Regions from separate parts of the Mus musculus genome. Here regions 1, 2, 4 and 5 are each linked to region 3. A link is a contact called in public Hi-C and HiChIP or PLAC-seq data. All regions are on one chromosome and are shown on one strand. Each heading gives the region's core, a stretch centred on a gene start, on an enhancer-like site or on the middle of the called end of the contact. The rest is flanking DNA. Distances are from core to core; before and after follow the strand shown.

The links. Hi-C and Micro-C count contacts between places; a contact is called where the count stands out from the background. HiChIP or PLAC-seq counts read pairs in DNA pulled down with a chosen protein or histone mark.
Region 1: a Hi-C map of B cells shows a contact between it and region 3, with 7 read pairs. The contact joins the promoter of Zfp74 here to the promoter of Sirt2 in region 3. A contact is called at or near these places in 1 of 39 promoter capture datasets (neural stem cells), 1 of 484 Hi-C or Micro-C datasets (B cells) and 2 of 115 datasets of contacts at active chromatin or transcription factors (astrocytes and embryonic forebrain).
Region 2: an H3K27ac HiChIP or PLAC-seq map of microglia shows a contact between it and region 3, with 5 times the contacts expected there. The contact joins the promoter of Zfp566 here to the promoter of Sirt2 in region 3. A contact is called at or near these places in 1 of 39 promoter capture datasets (pre-B cells), 3 of 484 Hi-C or Micro-C datasets (B cells, CD4 T cells and erythroblasts) and 2 of 115 datasets of contacts at active chromatin or transcription factors (astrocytes and microglia).
Region 4: a Hi-C map of B cells shows a contact between it and region 3, with 7 read pairs. The contact joins the promoter of Sdhaf1 here to the promoter of Sirt2 in region 3.
Region 5: an H3K27ac HiChIP or PLAC-seq map of bone marrow-derived dendritic cells shows a contact between it and region 3, with 10 times the contacts expected there. The contact joins the promoter of Polr2i here to the promoter of Sirt2 in region 3. A contact is called at or near these places in 5 of 39 promoter capture datasets (cranial neural crest, frontonasal cranial neural crest, hippocampal neurons and 2 more) and 1 of 115 datasets of contacts at active chromatin or transcription factors (bone marrow-derived dendritic cells).

What each region holds. Positions count from the first base shown.
Region 1 is chr7:29,952,652-29,955,714 of GRCm38.p6, reverse strand. Zfp74 (zinc finger protein 74) reads left to right here and starts at 1,650. Exons shown (of 6, transcript NM_178384.4): 1 at 1,650-1,860. It overlaps C230062I16Rik (a long non-coding RNA gene), which reads right to left. Exons shown (of 4, transcript XR_003946630.1): 1 at 1,759-3,063.
Region 2 is chr7:30,088,972-30,092,045 of GRCm38.p6, reverse strand. It overlaps Zfp566 (zinc finger protein 566), which reads left to right and starts at 1,536. Exons shown (of 4, transcript NM_152814.2): 1 at 1,536-1,758.
Region 3 is chr7:28,765,066-28,768,185 of GRCm38.p6, reverse strand. It overlaps Sirt2 (sirtuin 2), which reads right to left and starts at 1,434. Exons shown (of 16, transcript NM_022432.4): 1 at 1,319-1,434; 2 at 508-554. The coding sequence starts at 1,334. It overlaps Nfkbib (nuclear factor of kappa light polypeptide gene enhancer in B cells inhibitor, beta), which reads left to right and starts at 1,542. Exons shown (of 6, transcript NM_001306222.1): 1 at 1,542-1,942. The coding sequence starts at 1,764.
Region 4 is chr7:30,320,690-30,323,881 of GRCm38.p6, reverse strand. It overlaps Sdhaf1 (succinate dehydrogenase complex assembly factor 1), which reads left to right and starts at 1,507. Exons shown (of 1, transcript NM_001033140.3): 1 at 1,507-2,473. The coding sequence starts at 1,553. The coding sequence ends at 1,909.
Region 5 is chr7:30,230,797-30,234,019 of GRCm38.p6, reverse strand. It overlaps Polr2i (polymerase (RNA) II (DNA directed) polypeptide I), which reads right to left and starts at 1,946. Exons shown (of 6, transcript NM_027259.1): 1 at 1,616-1,946; 2 at 1,484-1,538; 3 at 1,197-1,270; 4 at 1,039-1,113; 5 at 902-953; 6 at 633-735. The coding sequence starts at 1,674. The coding sequence ends at 673. It overlaps Tbcb (tubulin folding cofactor B), which reads left to right and starts at 1,823. Exons shown (of 6, transcript NM_025548.4): 1 at 1,823-2,440; 2 at 2,751-2,894. The coding sequence starts at 2,327. It overlaps Ovol3 (ovo like zinc finger 3), which reads left to right. Exons shown (of 4, transcript NM_001289817.1): 4 at 373-723. The coding sequence ends at 581.

The DNA.
Region 1 (3,063 bases), core at 401-2,900, 1.2 Mb before region 3:
GCCACTCAGCCATGCCCTCCGTATTGTCTTCATCTGACTCTGTACTTCATTCAAACACATAGTATTTTTCTTCAGGAAAAATTTCAAGATTTTGAGAATAATACCTAACTCTCTGAGTGTGTATGTATGTACACAATTCTTGGAGTGTAACAGTGGAAAACATGATTTGCTGGGTTAGGCAAACATTTCTGGAGTCATGTGTGCTTGATTGTGTTCACAGTATATATGATATTTGTGATGTTTAAATGTGCTGTGGTAGATTTGTGGAGAGTGTCAGATTGAGTCGGACAAACGTTGAAGGGTTAGAATCATGGATATGTGTTTGTGTATGGAATTCTCTGTGGTGTCTGATTAGGAACCAACACTGTATGGGAGAAGCTATCTGTGGTGCTGGGATAGACAGAAAATAAAAGTTAGGATGGGGGTGGGCCTGTCAAACAGAAGCTGGGCGATTTATCTGAGCTTGAGGCCAGTTTGGGCTACATGTCAAGCGATGGCAAATTCAAGAAGTTTATTTGACAGCAACAATATTATGAAAGGAAAAGAGAAACAAACTATTGCTTAGAGTTCTATATTCTGTGTGAAATAAAATAATGTTGCTTAAATACTATGATAAAGGAACTATGTACACTATACTATCTATCTAAAGCAGGGGCTGAGAGACAGATTAGGCATCAAGAGTACTTGTTGCTCTTGAAGAGGACCCATGTTTCATTCCCAGAACTCTCAGGGAGTGGTTCACAAGCACAGGCCACTCCAGTTTCGGGGAATCGGATGCCCCCTTCTGGTCTCTCTGTGTATTGCATGCATGAACTGCAGACAAAATACTCAAAACACGTCAAGTAGAAATAAATAAACCTTTAAAACAAACAAACAAACAACAACAACAACAAAAAACCCTTGTTCACTAAAGAGTATTATCAGGACAATAAAAGGACAAATTACTCCTACAGCAAGGGTGGAAAGTATTTGTAAAAACGTATATCTAATAACGTCCCCCTCCCCAGTGGTGATTGTTTTGTTTTGATGGAGAGAGAACGGCTAACTGGTACAAGGGTCTAGTTGACTAGTAAATGGCTCCGTTTCCTTAGGATCTAGTTAGTATGTAGACATTGCTCAGCAATGGTGTTTACAATCCTACGTTAACAGTCCAGTAACACTGTCGGTCAGAACAAGGAGTCTACGAAGTATAGACAAAAGCATGTTTCTGACAAAATTGGAAGATAGCAATGAAACGCTGCAAGAGAACACCCAGCCATGATTACAAAAGTGGTTGCAAATTCACACAGTTTTAAATGTCACTGAACTTCAAGGTCTCTTAACTCTATAAACTCCACACCCTGACCCCATAGTCTAGTTCTCACACACACGTATTCACGTAACTCCTCCTTCTGCCTGCTACCAAGAGTTTGTGACTCCGGAGGACCATCCCCATCATAAAGAGGTAGACAATCTCGGGAGAGAGCCCTGATCCAAGGGAACTAAACAAACTCAGCCGTGCTCTCTTCCTGGCTCAGACTCCCTAACCCTGAAAGTCTCATAGCCGAGGGCCAGTTTTTCATTTGGGTGAGCACAGGTCTCGGGCCGCGAAGGGCTCTGGGAAATGTAGTTCAAAGCAAGAACGCAAGGGATCCTTTCGGATTCTTCTCAGTTGCAAGTTGCACCCCCAGGCTGTGAATGCCAGGCCGCGGGGTAGCCGCTGCTACAAAACCCGCCCAGGCTCAAGCCGGTCCCCCTGCCGCAGCGCCGCGCCCTTACCCGAGCCTTGGCCACTCTCCTGACTCGCACGCCGAAGGCCAGACCCGCCCGGCGAGCCGCGCGGCCCTCTGGGAAGTGCTACCCTGCGCCTAGCGGACCCAGGTTTGTGGGTCTTCTTTCCCAGCCTAGCAGCACCAGGCCGTAGCCCGGAGGCTGTGAGCCTTGGGCGGCGTCGGGTTGGGGGATCGAGACCCGTGGCCCGGCTCAGCGTTGAGTCCCGGAAGCCGTGAGCTGGAGGCCAGGACTCTTTGTGCTGGGTGGAAGCCAGGGCCCTGTAGAGCGGTCGCGGGTGTGGGTAGAGGACGGGATGCCTGCGGTTTGCAGCAGCCGTGATGTGACTATAATTTGCTCGTTATCCTTTATGTGCCTTTACGAACGTGGGTGCACATGTGATGGCTGAGATAATGAATGAATGCATTAATGAAAAACTCTGTGGGTGGAAGTTAGGCGGGTAGGATTGTGTGGAGATGTGTGAAGACCGCGTTTGAACGAGTGCTACCTTTAGCCGTTTATAATAATTGAAAATATTTTTATATGAAGCATCAGTATCTCCAGGACTTGACTATTTTCCTGTATTGACAAACTGTCTTGTGTACATGACAGGCGAAATTCATTTGCCTTGCAGCCCAACTCCATTTCCCAAATAGCAAGATACAGAAAAGCCCAAAGACTAAAAATTATTTATTTCTCCTAGTCAGTCATGCAGCTCCTGACAAATTGACTTCTTTACACTCGTGAGCATGAACGCGTACATTTATGTGCTCATATAAAGAGCATGGCCTCTTAAAAGAGCAGTAACGGGCTGGAGAAATGGCTCAGTGGTTAAGAGCACCGGCTGCTCTTCCAGAGGTCCTGAGTTCAATTCCCAGCAACCACATGGTGGCTCATAACCATCTCTAATAGGATCTGATGCCCTCTTCTGGTGTGTCTGAAGATGGCTACAGTGTACTCACATAAAATAAACAAATCTAAAAAAAAGAAAAAAAAAGAGCAGTAACATCATATATACAGTTCTGTAACTTACGGCTCTTATTTAACCATTGATGTTGTTAACATATTGACATCAACAATTACACATTTCAAGTGTATACCATTTAAACACACACACACAACACACACACACACATATATATATCCTGATTAATTTCTGTTTTCAACCTCTTGAAGTTATAAACCAAGTTCATGCAGAACTGTTTGGCAATGCTGTAATGTACCCCATTTCCTCCCTCATACCTCCTCTTGTTTCCTCCCTCTCTTCGGGTGGCTTTTAGAAGTGGAGTTGATATGTTAACAAGCATATCCTTA
Region 2 (3,074 bases), core at 287-2,786, 1.3 Mb before region 3:
AGGTGGCTGATGTCATCATTGGTTTAGGAATTACAATGTCTCTGCAGAAAACAGAGAGAGACAGAGAGGCAGAGACAGAGAGAGAGACAGACAGAGAGAGAGACAGAGACACACTGAGCCTGGTATGGGCTTTTGAAACCTCAAAGCCCACCCTCCAATAATAACACACCTCCTCTAACATGGCCATATCCCCTAACCCATCCCAGGCAGTTCCATAAACTAATGACTAAGCATTCAAATGTATGAGCCTATGAGCCAGCTCATTCAAATCTCCGCACCCAGCAATCCCAAACTTCACTTCCCTCTAACATGCCTGGTTAGTATACCCGTTATCATTGGGGTAGTCTACCGGCAGCTCTCCCTCAGCTCCATTCTATTCTGGGTAACTTCATATCCTTATAAGATCTTCATGTCTTTATAGTATCTATTTCGTTAGGACTGTGGCAGCTTTGCAATTAACAGAGAAGTGAGGTAAGCCGTGTTGTCCCTATTTTCTGAAGAGAAAATCTTGATTTATACAGAGATGTAGTCTTTTAACTTCAATGTCGTTTTAAAAGATTTAATGTGAGTGCTCTGCTGCATATACATCTGTAGGCCAGAAGAGGGCATCATATCCTCTTATAGATGATTGTGAGCCACTATGTGGTGGCTGGGTATTGAACTCAGGTCCTCTGGAAGAGAAGCCAGTGCTCTTAATCGCTGAGTCATCTCTCTAGCCCCAACTTTAATGTCTTTTTCAGACCGACTGACTTGTTATCTCCTGGACTAGGTATATTTATTGGTTATGGAAATCACTTCAAAGGAAGATGCTTTCTCCAAGTGTTCCACTGTAGTTTTTAATGTAACTACCTCTCAGTAGCCAGGGATGACCCTGATCCTCCTGCTCCTCCTGCGGGCTAGCATTAGAAGCATGTGGGAATCCAAGGTGTGGTCCTGGTATCCACCCTTTCAACCTACAGGACCTGCTAATGAGTACCAAGCCAAATGCATGTCCAGAACAAGTCACACATCTGCGGAGGAGATCTGTTCCTGCACACTTCTGGGGCGGGGGGAAACTCGGCCGCTAGAGGTGGCCAAGCAAAGGCTTAGCTCTCTGAGAAATTGAGATAACTTTCCCCCTTCAATATATTTTTTTTCGTATTGCACTGAATTATATTACTAGAAGTCTCAGCCGCATGATTATGCTTACTATGCAAATCACACTCCGCCCCCTACCAGTTCTCCGCCCCTTTCCTGATGCAGTCTATCCTCTACAGATAATACCAAAAGTCCGGGAAATCAACAGATTCCTAACTTTTTTGAATGATTTTAAATGCAGTAGTGGAAGCTGATATAGGGTTCCATGTATCCTGAGGATGCGTTTCTATTTGGGGTGTCCTCCGCTCGTCCACCACACTGAGGGACCGTTAGAAGCCCCGCCCATCGGGAGCCATCTTGTCTGCCGCGTTCCCTCGGACTGACTACATTTCCCAGAGGGCTCCCTGGCTTCTCGCGGGAAGATCACGCGCCTGGCGTGACTTCAGAGCTTTGCTGGCAAGAGGGGAGGTGCACTGAAGGATTGCAGGGCTTTGGCAGCTTGCAAGGAAGGCCTTTGGTGCGGAACCCGGGAGGAGGCGGGGCGAACGCCGAGGCTGGGCTTTGTGCGGCAGAGGAGTCGGAATTGTGCGGCTAATTTGTGAACAGTGATCGCGGCGCTAAGGGGCTGGACTGGTGATGAGCATCAGTTTCTGCTAACACCGTGGCGGCCACCACCCCTTGGTGAGTGGGAGGGAGCGAGCTGGGGACACGTGCGGCATTGTGTGTGGATGTGGAGAGCTGCTGACTGGGTGAGTGTTCTGTCTCTGTAGGGGCGTGCGACTGTGTGATGTTGTGACCACGTGCAGCACAGTGCAGGCGCAGATACCTGTGGATTCTGTGTGGTAAAAGTGAAGTTGTGCTTAAGTTACTTTTTGAGCCCCTAGTAGGTAGTCCTGTCTTCTCGTAGGTAGGTTTCCGATAGCCGAGTGTCTCTGTTGTGGGTCTGTGTGTGGGTTGTGAGTGTGAAGTTTTGAATGTGTATCTTGCGTGCATTCTTCTTTAGCCTTTGCTCATTTTAGAGGTTCATTTGTGAGCTATCATGCTTTTCTTTGTCTTTTACTTTGTTTATTTGGACAGCTGTGTAGGACTTCCCCGTGTTAAGTGGGATAGCGGCTTAACTGAGTCTTTGTGCTGTTTGATATTTCAGGATCTGAAGCATTTATACATCTCGACTATTAAGGGTAGCCATATGAGTATTTCCAACTGTTTTTAATGTTTACTTTTAAAAATTCACTTTACATCCTAATCTCAGCCACCCTCCTTCCTCGCTTCCCAGTCCTACCCTTACAAATCCCTCCCTCCATCTCCCCCTTACCTTGTCCTCTGGGCAGGAGAGTCCCTCTGGGTACCACCCCTCCCTGGGGCACCTAGTCCCAGCAGGTCTAGGAAGCACAATCAGGCAGTCGAAGTAGGGGGTGATCCAATGACAGGGAACAGAGATGGAGACAACCCCCGCTCCACTTCTTAGGGGGACCCACATAAACACCAAGCTCACACTTGCTACAAACGTGTAGGCGTGGGGTGGGGAGTGTGCTTAGGTCCAGCTCTTCCATGCTCCCTGGTTGGTGACCCAGGCTCTGTGAACCTCCATGCTCCCAGGTCAGTTGACTCTGGGTCTTCTTGTGGTATCCTTGACCCCTCTGGCTTGCTCACTTCTATCCCATACTCTTCCACAAGACTCCCCAAGCTCCACCTGATGAGTGTGGCTCTCTGCATCTGCCTCCATCCACTGCTGGGTGAAGTCTCTCAGGAGACAGTTATGCTAGGCTGCTGTCTGCAAGCACAAGAGTATCATTAGTAGAGTTAATTAGTTTCTCTCACATGGGATGGGTCTCAAGTTGGGGCAGTCATTGGATGACTGTTCCCTCAGTCTCTGCTCCATATTTATCCCTGCACTTTCTATAAACAAGACAAATTTTGTGTTGAAGATTTTTGGAGTGGATTGATGTCCCGTCCCCCTGCCTCTGGAAGTCTTGCCTGGGTACAGGAGGTGGCCC
Region 3 (3,120 bases), core at 185-2,684:
CTCCCTCCTTTTTTGAGACTGGGTCTCACCATATGGCCCAAGCTGCCTCTCCTTTCTCCATCCTCCTACCTCACTTCCCCCCTCCCCTGCCCCCCCCCATGTGCTGGCATTACAGGGGGCTGGCACCACACCCAGCTTCGATACTTTTATAACGTGCCCTATAGGGTCCTTTCCCCCACCTCATAGGATCTGAGTTTGCGGATTGAACTGGAAAACCGTCTCTTTCAGGTCCAGCACAAATGAGGTTCAGAAGGGGCTGAGGATGGGATGGGCAACAGTAGGAAACGAGGACGATATGGAAGGGAACCAGGGGTTGAGGCTATACATTTTCCTTGACAGTCCCAAGAAGCCACCATTCTCCCAGGAGATTGTACTAATCCCCAGATGGGCTTGGGGATCAGGGCCATAAGCCAAGGGCCCTTGGGTAAAAGCCTTCCCTTGCCACCTCCCCCCAGTGCGGCACGTGGAACCAAGTCTCTCCTTCCCTCCACCCCTTCCCCATCTCACCTGAGCCTCCTGCACCTTCCCTGCCTGGGTCTCCAGAGGGTCAGAGGCTGGGGAGGAGGGGAGCAGACGTGGTTACAGTGCGGGGAAAGAGTTAAGCAGAAGGGCTCACAATGGTGGAGGACAAGAGGACCCACCAACCTAATTATTTCAGAGTCAGGGATGGTAGTAAAACTATCGGAGATGGGAAAAGGCATATTTTAGAGTGGAGGTATGTGTGACGTGAAAAGGCTGAGGAGGGGAATCTTTAGGAGGAGAAAGCAGGCGAGACTGGACTGAAGGAAGGTTTCAGAGTTAAGCAGGATATGGTAGCATGTGCGAGTCGAGAGAATGAGGGAGGGCTAAGTTTTTCAAGAGACGTAAGTAGGGATACTTCTGCTGAGAGTTGAGTGTGGGAGAGGAGATGCAGTGAAGGTAGGAGGTTTAGGAGAGGCACAAGAACTGAAGGAATGAGATAGTAAGGGGCCACAGGGGTCCCCGGAACCCATCCTACAGTTGCCCTTAACAACAGACAACCTTAGCAACCGGGATAGTGGTAACTTTGGTCCTTAGCAACGAGGGTCCTCAGCAGCCAAAGTACGAGAAATGCGATCATTAAGAACTTGACAATCGGACCCTTACATTTCACAATCCAGAAACCAACCAACCTAGTAATACGGACCACTTAGCAACACCCCTCCGAATCCCACTCCCTTCAGGTAGATCCTGTCTCCCGCCCCACCGAGCCTACCCTCGGGCCCCGGGGCCTGCAGCCCAAAGCCAGGCCCCGGCGCGGCCCGACCCTCCCACCCTCCCAACAGGGCCCCTAACTCACGGTCCGGCTCGGCCATGGGAACGGGGTGGGGGCCCTCGGGACTGTCACCGACTGCTCTGTCCCGTGACGGCAGCGGAAACAAGAAGAGGCCGAGATAGGATAGAGAACTACAACTCCCGGCAGGCAATGCGATCCCCATAACCGCTTTCGTACAATGTGCCTCTCATGTTATCAAACTACAAATCCCAAAAAGCCTGGCGCCGGCGGCCATATTGATAAAGGGCGTCTGGAAAATGTGGGGAAACTCAGCGAGCGAATGTCCACCTCATTTTTCTGATTGGCTGTGGTGCAGTACAGGGGCGGGGTGTAGCTATTTAAAACATTTTGATTGGGTATATGAGGGGGCGTGTTGGGGAATTCCCGATAGGGCGGAAGCACTGGAGCTCATCGCAGAGCCCAGCGACAGGCAGGCGACCACAGGGGGCCACCCGAGGTGGCTGGGGCCATGGCCGGGGTCGCGTGCTTGGGGAAAACTGCGGATGCCGATGAATGGTGCGACAGCGGCCTGGGCTCTCTAGGTCCCGACGCAGCGGCTCCCGGAGGACCAGGTCTGGGCGCAGAGCTTGGCCCAGAGCTGTCGTGGGCGCCCTTAGTCTTTGGCTACGTCACTGAGGATGGGGACACGTGAGTAAACCTTAAATTACTAGACTGAGCCCTGGGATCTTACCTGAGTCCCCTTTAGCCTACGATTCCTGTGACTTCGTATCGTCTCGTTCCTAACTCTTGATTTCCGATGCTGGACTTCCTGGCCCTTAACCCCCAAACACTAAATTGTGAGACTGGTACGCTTTCACACAGTCAAGTGTCTCACCTTTTTTGAACTCTATAAATTTGAGCTCCTGATCCCCAAATCGGATCTGAACCTTTCCGACCACTCTAGTTCCCACATCTTCTTACCTCTTACTTCCAGATGTAGTCTTTGGTCTTTGGCTATTCTTGTATAAGCCAGATTTTGATTTCAAAACTAGTTCTTGGCCCTGAGTCTCTGAAGCTGACACGTCCAGTATTGACCCTGCAGTTAAGAAATTGAGCTGGTGGGTGTCATGGCTCTCACAGCACTTGGAAGGCAAAGGCAGGTGGATCTCTGTGAATTTGAGGCCACCTGATTGAGTTCCCTGCCAGCCAGAGCTACATAAGATGTAGAAACTCTATTCTATGAGGCTAGATTCATCTGTTAGCCAAATGCTTCTCCCAAACTACCACCTTCCAATCCCTGGTTTTAGTTTAGCTGAGTGTGATGGTACACACTTGTCATTCTGGCACTCGAGGGGCTGAGGCAGGAGGATCACTAGTCCGAGGACAGCCTGGAAGGACCCAGTATCAAAAAGGAGGGAAGAGGAAAAGGAGGAGAGGGTGACTGAAAAAAGGTTAAAGAGTAGGAAATGTTGATTAGTAGATAAGCTGGGGAGAAGGGATGGTTGTGGTGACGGCGTGCATTAAGGGATTGTACCCGGGATTTTCTTGTCCTTTGTGCTTATTGCGTATGCCCAGTGACTCAGTGCCTGACCCATGAGGGGAACCCAACAAACACTCATCTTAAAGAGCCAGGAGTAGTTGCCTTAGTTTTCACTTTCTACTTTGTTGGTTCCTGTTCCTTTATTATTTCCCTCTGGTTACTTTGGGTCTGGTTTTTGTGCTTTCTTTATCCTCCCCCTTCCTTTCTCGATTGTTTGTGTTTGACGGTCTCATGTAGCCCAGGCTAGCCTTGAGGTTACTTTGTAGCTGAGGATAGCTTTGAACATTTCATTCTCCTGCTTTCAGCTCCCAAGTGGGTATCACTACATCCCGCCTGGGGAGTGTGT
Region 4 (3,192 bases), core at 258-2,757, 1.6 Mb before region 3:
TGGTTTTATTCAATGTCGGATCAAACCCAGGGTTTCATAAATGCTAAGCAAGCAAGCACTCTGGAATGGAAGATACATCTCTGGCCCTGTACAGCATAAATCATAGAAAACAAACAATTAAACATTAAAGTATGTAGAGTTGTTCCTGGCATAAAGTAAGAGTTCAGCAAACAACTTAGATGGAAAAATAATAAGACGGGGTTTGGGAGTTTGGGGGAGGGGTTGTTTTGTTTTGTGTTTCAAGACAGGGTTTTCCTGGCTGTCCTTGAACTCACTCTGTAGACCAGGCTAGCCTTGAACTCAGAGATGTCTGCCTCTGCCTCCCAGGTGTTGGGATTAAATGTCTGCACCACCAGGTAAAACAGATTATTATTAAGACATAGATAAGAAAGATGAGACAGATTCATTTAAGTTGTTTACTGAACATTGACTAAAACTCCAATCCCCTAAATTCCCTCCAGCTCACTAGCTTCCCTCCCCCAGATACTTACTCATTCCCACTATCCTGATATTCACACTGTTCTCTCTACACTCTCTCCTCCTTCTGTTTTCTCTGTTCACTATCTCCTGCTATTACGTTTTAAACCTGACAATAGTTCTGCTATACTGCCTCAACCTTCATTTTGTAGCTCATGACCTTAGTCTGACCTAATGTTCTTTGACTATAACATCATGTTGCTGTATGGAGCCTCGAGACCTATGGAAATTCCCTAGACTTCCTGCCTCTAGACCCAGCCAATCAGCTTAAAGGTCATACAGTACGGCTTTGTCTAGATAGCCAAATGCACCTGTTCGTGGGTTTTCCCATATAAAAACTGGCCCTGAAAACTGGCTAGGGTGTGCATCCCTGATTAATCAGTGTTGATATGTGTGTTCAGTAAACCGTTCCGATACCCTACTGACATTGGTGTCTCCCAGTGGTTTGTGTGGCTAATCCTTAACTTCAACAATATTCTCTCCCCTCTCGCAGACAGCCCTGGCTATGCAGTCTACTTCCTCTCTATTTTGGACTCTTCTAGATGCCTCTGGCTGTCCTCTCTCTCATATCTACAAACAAACAAAAAGTTTTCGCTTGGCCGTACCACGGAGCGGTCATGTCGTCAGTTTATGCACGTTCCAGCCCCCAAAATAGTAAAGATCTTTTTAAAAACTGCTCATCCCTTCCCAATATCCCTCTGCCTTCTGGTGAGCCCCGGGTTCGATCCCTTCGCTCTCAATCTTCCGAGGGCTCAGAACTATCTCCTCCTACACTCTTTCCAGAGTCTAACCGCTTAGGCCCTTCCCCATGCTTCCACTCAAGTTCAGAAATATCCAGGACTGTAAGGCACTCAAAAACTACTCTTTAGAGTGGCCCGGAGCACCAGAGACTCCGCCCACTTCCAGAGCCAGCCAAGATGTACTGCAGTACTGGCCAATCAGATGCGGCAGCGCCGGTGAGCAGGAGGCGGGACTTCTGGCAGACGTGCCAGTAGCCCTGCCCGTTAGCTTCTCAGCACTGTGTGTCGGGGCGGTCCTTCCGGCCAGTGTGGGGCCTCACCGCGACGCCGCGGTCATGAGCCGGCCCAGCCGGTTGCAGAGGCAAGTTCTGAGCCTGTACCGCGAGCTGCTGCGCGCCGGGCGCGGGACGCCGGGCGCCGAGGCGCGGGTGCGGGCCGAGTTCCGGCAGCACGCCAGCCTTCCGCGAACCGACGTGCTGCGTATCGAGTATCTGTATCGCCGGGGTCGGCGCCAGCTACAGCTGCTGCGTTCGGGCCACGCCACGGCCATGGGTACCTTCGTGCGCCCGCGGGGTCCGGCTGAAGAGCCCGGCGACGCGACAGCCCCGGGGACCAGGCTGGATGATGGTGGTGCCCCAAAGAATTCTTGTGAAGATACAGGGGCGCGGGAGACGCGATCCGATGGACGGTGACAGACAGACCTAGAGGAAGGTTCCTTCTGACAGTTTGGGGAGGATCGTGAACTCATCTAAATGGAAGCTGAGATGTCTTGAGAGATAACCGAATTTTCCCGATGCATAGTGAGAGATCAGACACTCCCTCACCAAGGAGGTTCCGGGCATTCTGTGGCACTGGCGGACTGCATAAGACATGCTGTGATACACCAACCCAAAGTCAAAGAGAGAGCACAGGCGCACTTTCTCCTCCCATCGGGGCCGTGGCACCTCTTGACAGACAGCTCTCTTGACTTCTTAAGAACACACCCACCTCCTCACTCCCCGCCCCTTGCTGTTTTTAACGTGGAGAAGACAGACTTTTTGCCGCGCTCGTTTAATAGAATACCCTGATGAACCGTGAGAAACTTGGCAGTCTGACTCGTTGTGAAGAACCGGGTTCATGAGGGAGATTACACTAGCTCATCTCAGCTGATGAGCCTGAGACTCTTGGAGAATCCCTAGTCCCTACTCCTGTTAGTCCTCAGGATTCTTGCATAAAGGAAATAAAAGTGAGGTGTGCTCACTTCCTTGTTGTCTTAACAATCTTGTTGATTCTTTTATTAGGGGTCTTTGCTTTTTCTTTTGAGACAGAGTCTTGTTATATAATATAGCCTAGGCTGGTCTCAGCATTCACCTCCTTCAGACTCAGCCTTCTAAACTCTGAGATTATAGGCATGTACGGCCATGCCAAGGTTGAAGAGGCAGGTGGGAGCAAAGGGGACCCAGCTAAGGCTTGGTGTGTGACAGAAAAAGATTCTGTGACACTTTTTACATAAGACTTTGACCTCACTTGCGTAACCCCATCACAGGAGGCTAGCTCTCTGCTCATCTCTCAGCTTCAGTTTTATTTAGCAAGGTGATCCTGGTTGCTTTAGTTTTTGTTCTTTTTAAGACATGGACTCACTTAACCCAGGCAGGCCTCAAACTGGTCATGTAAGGGATAATGGCCTGCAACTCCTCCCTTCTCCTCCAGATCACAGGCATGTTCTACCACAACATATGTTTGTTGTTTGTTCTGTTTGTGGCCTTGTGCTTGCCAAGCAAGTGCAATAACCACAAGGATTCACCTGCAGCCCCGAGGTGACCCTGTTAATCATGGTGCCATCTCAACTCCAGAGTTATGGAAGTAACTACAGAAGACCTACTGAACCTGTGCCCTTTACATACCCCAGCCTCCGTCTCTTCCTGGCTCCAGGGGCCTGAGCTACATAGAGTGACCTTGTCTCAAACAAAAAAAGAAGAAAGAAAAGGAGGGAAAA
Region 5 (3,223 bases), core at 697-3,196, 1.5 Mb before region 3:
AAATAAGCCAGGCTTTTGGTACTTGCCTTTAATCCCAGCACTTCTGGGCAGAGGAAGGCAGATCTCTGAGTTCCAGGCCAGCCAGGGCTACACTGTGAGACCTTGTCTCACAATAAATCCATATGATATATTTCCAGGTTCCAGATTGAGAGCAGGCAAGTAGCTAAGAGTCCCTCCCTCTCTCACAAGACGCTTCCTGTTGAGGGATGGAGGAGACACATGGCCTGGCTCCTGTTGCCTTAAGCAGAAGTAGCAGATGGCTAGTGGACCACAAACATAAGTGTCTGCCTAGCTAGGAATAAAGATAGGGAGTGGCAAGGCCAGAAGCCTACGCTCCAAGGCCGCCATCGCCCTCTCTGCTCATCTTAACAGGAATACGGCCATTCCGCTGCGGAGCCTGTGGGAAAGCTTTCACCCAGCGCTGTTCCCTGGAAGCTCACCTTGCCAAGGTGCACGGGCAGCCAGCCAGCTACGCTTACCGGGAGCGCAGGGAGAAGCTGCACGTGTGTGAAGACTGTGGCTTCACCAGCTCTCGGCCGGATGCTTATGCGCAGCACCGCACCCTACACCGCACGACCTGATAAGACTGGCTGCTCCCTACCCACGAGAGAAATAAACACGGGAAACACTAGTGTAGAAACTGGCATTTATTACAGGTGGAAGAAGGAACGATCACTCAGTCCAGCGGTGGCCGCAGTGTGGGGCAGTGCAAACATAGTACAGGCGCATGGCGTCCTAGCAATAAGAACGTTCAGTCAGGGTCTGGACCCAGAGGATAGTGTGAGGACCAAAAGAAACGATCAAAGAAACTTTCCCAATCTTGATTTGAGTAAACAGGATCAACCCAAAACTGGCGTGTCCCCCCCACCCCTACCCCCCCAAGCACCCAGCCGCCACTCACCTCAGCTCGGGCACTGTGTGACTGAAAGAACACTGCCTCCTTGTGGCCACACCTGAGGGAATGGTTCAGTTACTAAACCGCGAAAGACCTCTCTGTGCACAGCCACTCCTCTTTCCCTATGCCAGCTGCGTACTCACTTCTGGCACGGGTGGTCCTCCGTCCGGGGCAACGTGGGGTCCTGGGACACGTCTGCGATGATCTGGGTCAGCTCGCTGCAGGCATAGGGAAGTAATTAGCGGTCAGGCCGGGTGTCCTAAGAGGTGACCCGTGCCCCAAGCGAGGTCCCGCCACTCACTCCACTTCGTGCGTGATTTTGTTGACGTAGATGCAGCTGTTGTCGGCTTCCTGCTGGTAATCGCAATTCCGGCACTGCAGACGGGAGAGCATGTGGGAGGAGTGTCACAAACAGATCAGATCTCCAACAAGACTGGACAGGAAGGCAGGGTGTTCCCAAGGAGGGCATGGACAACATGGGAGAGAGGGTGTGCTGAGGGGTAGTCAAGAGGCGAAAGCGTGGGGGAGCCAGCAGGGAGCGCGCAGGGAAGGCGTGAACCCGCGGGCGAGAGGGTTGCCGGTACTCACCGCGTACAGCAGAATGCGATTTTCCTTGTCCTCCTTGGGGTACAGCATGTTATTACTGTGGGGAGGGGAGGTCAGAGGTCAGCCCTGGAGCCAGTCCTCACTGCCTTCCCACACCTACTGCCCGGGCCTCACCATTCCTGGCAGAACCGAATACCCACGAAGCCAGGCTCGTACGTCCCGTCGGGTTCCATAGCGACTGGGCTGCTGAGCCTTCTGCGCTTGCGCGGGCGCGCTACGGAACGCGGGAAGGGTCGCACACCGAAGCTGCACCAAACTAGGGCGATGCTGCGCGCATGCGCGGGTTCCTTATTTTTTTATTTTTTTTATTTTTTTTTTTATGGATGTCTGGCTGACGGCTTGCGTCGATCCTTTGATACCCTCTGCTACTCACTCCCGATTTCGGAACCTGCTTCCCAACTCCGAGTGGAATGGATCTAGGACAAGGGCTGGGACTATGATGCGCGATGTCATCCGCAAGGCGCTGAGCGTGAACGAGAGAATCCGCTGCTCTCTTCTTGGCCCAAGGCCAGTGCACATGCGCCGAACTTACACTCGGCGGACCGGGACAACTCCAGCCATTCTTCCCGGCTTCGGCCTCCTCCCGCCCTCCTCTCCTGCTTCCCGTGCACGGAAGGCCTCTCGGGATTGGTTGGACGTACCCGAGAATCCGCCTGTCCGTGGAGAAAGAACAGCAGCGATTGGCTGGCCATGTTAGGTGGAGAACTTGCATTGGTCAGCTCCAGAACAAGGGGCGGGACCTATATCCCAGAAGCAGCGGCGGCCACTGCGGAGCCGGTGTGAGACGGCTGAACCGCACCGCGGGCCACTCCGGGGCGCAGCGAGATGGAGGTGACGGGGATATCGGCGCCCACCGTGATGGTTTTCATCAGCAGCTCCCTCAACAGCTTCCGTTCGGAGAAGCGATACAGTCGTAGCCTCACCATCGCAGAGTTCAAGGTGTGGCCGTGGGGGCGGGGTCCGGAGGGGCGGGGCAAAGAAAAGGGAGTAGGGGGCTGAAAACTAGTGGGCGAACCTGGAGGGAAGGTTGCAGAGACTGACAGCCAGCCTCCCAGGCCTGGGAGCCCCGGAGAACAGAGTCCACCGAGTAGGGGCAGGACCCGGGAAAAATCAGACACTCCAGAGAGCCGAGGGGGCGGGTCCAGAAGGAACTGGTCCAAGGTGGGTCTTTTTGGAACTTGTTTGTTGATCAAAGTCTGAAGATGAGGCCTCTGACAGCCTTTCTCCTCATCTTGCCTCTTTACTGCAGTGTAAACTGGAGCTGGTGGTGGGCAGCCCTGCTTCCTGCATGGAACTGGAGCTATATGGAGCAGACGACAAGTTCTACAGCAAGTTGGATCAGGAGGATGCACTGCTGGGCTCCTATCCTGTGGATGACGGCTGTCGCATCCATGTGAGGACACCCTTTCCCGGGACCCGCCCCACATTCATTCACTAATTTATTTCTTCAACAAATACCATGTTTTGCCCAGTGTGATAACCAGTATAGGCTCTAGCCACATGGAAGCCCCAGTTCAGCCTGGTCAGAAGCAGACATTCAGTAGACAGTGACAAACCAGAGTTGTCTGAACTGGCTTAGGGGGAGGGAGCTCACGGGAAATTCATCAGAGGTACCAGGCTTTACCTGGGGATATCTGAAGAGGCTTCCTTGAGGAATGGGTATTTGAGCTGATATCTAGAGAATGTTCCATGGAGAGGACAAAAGTATAACACTGTAAAGAA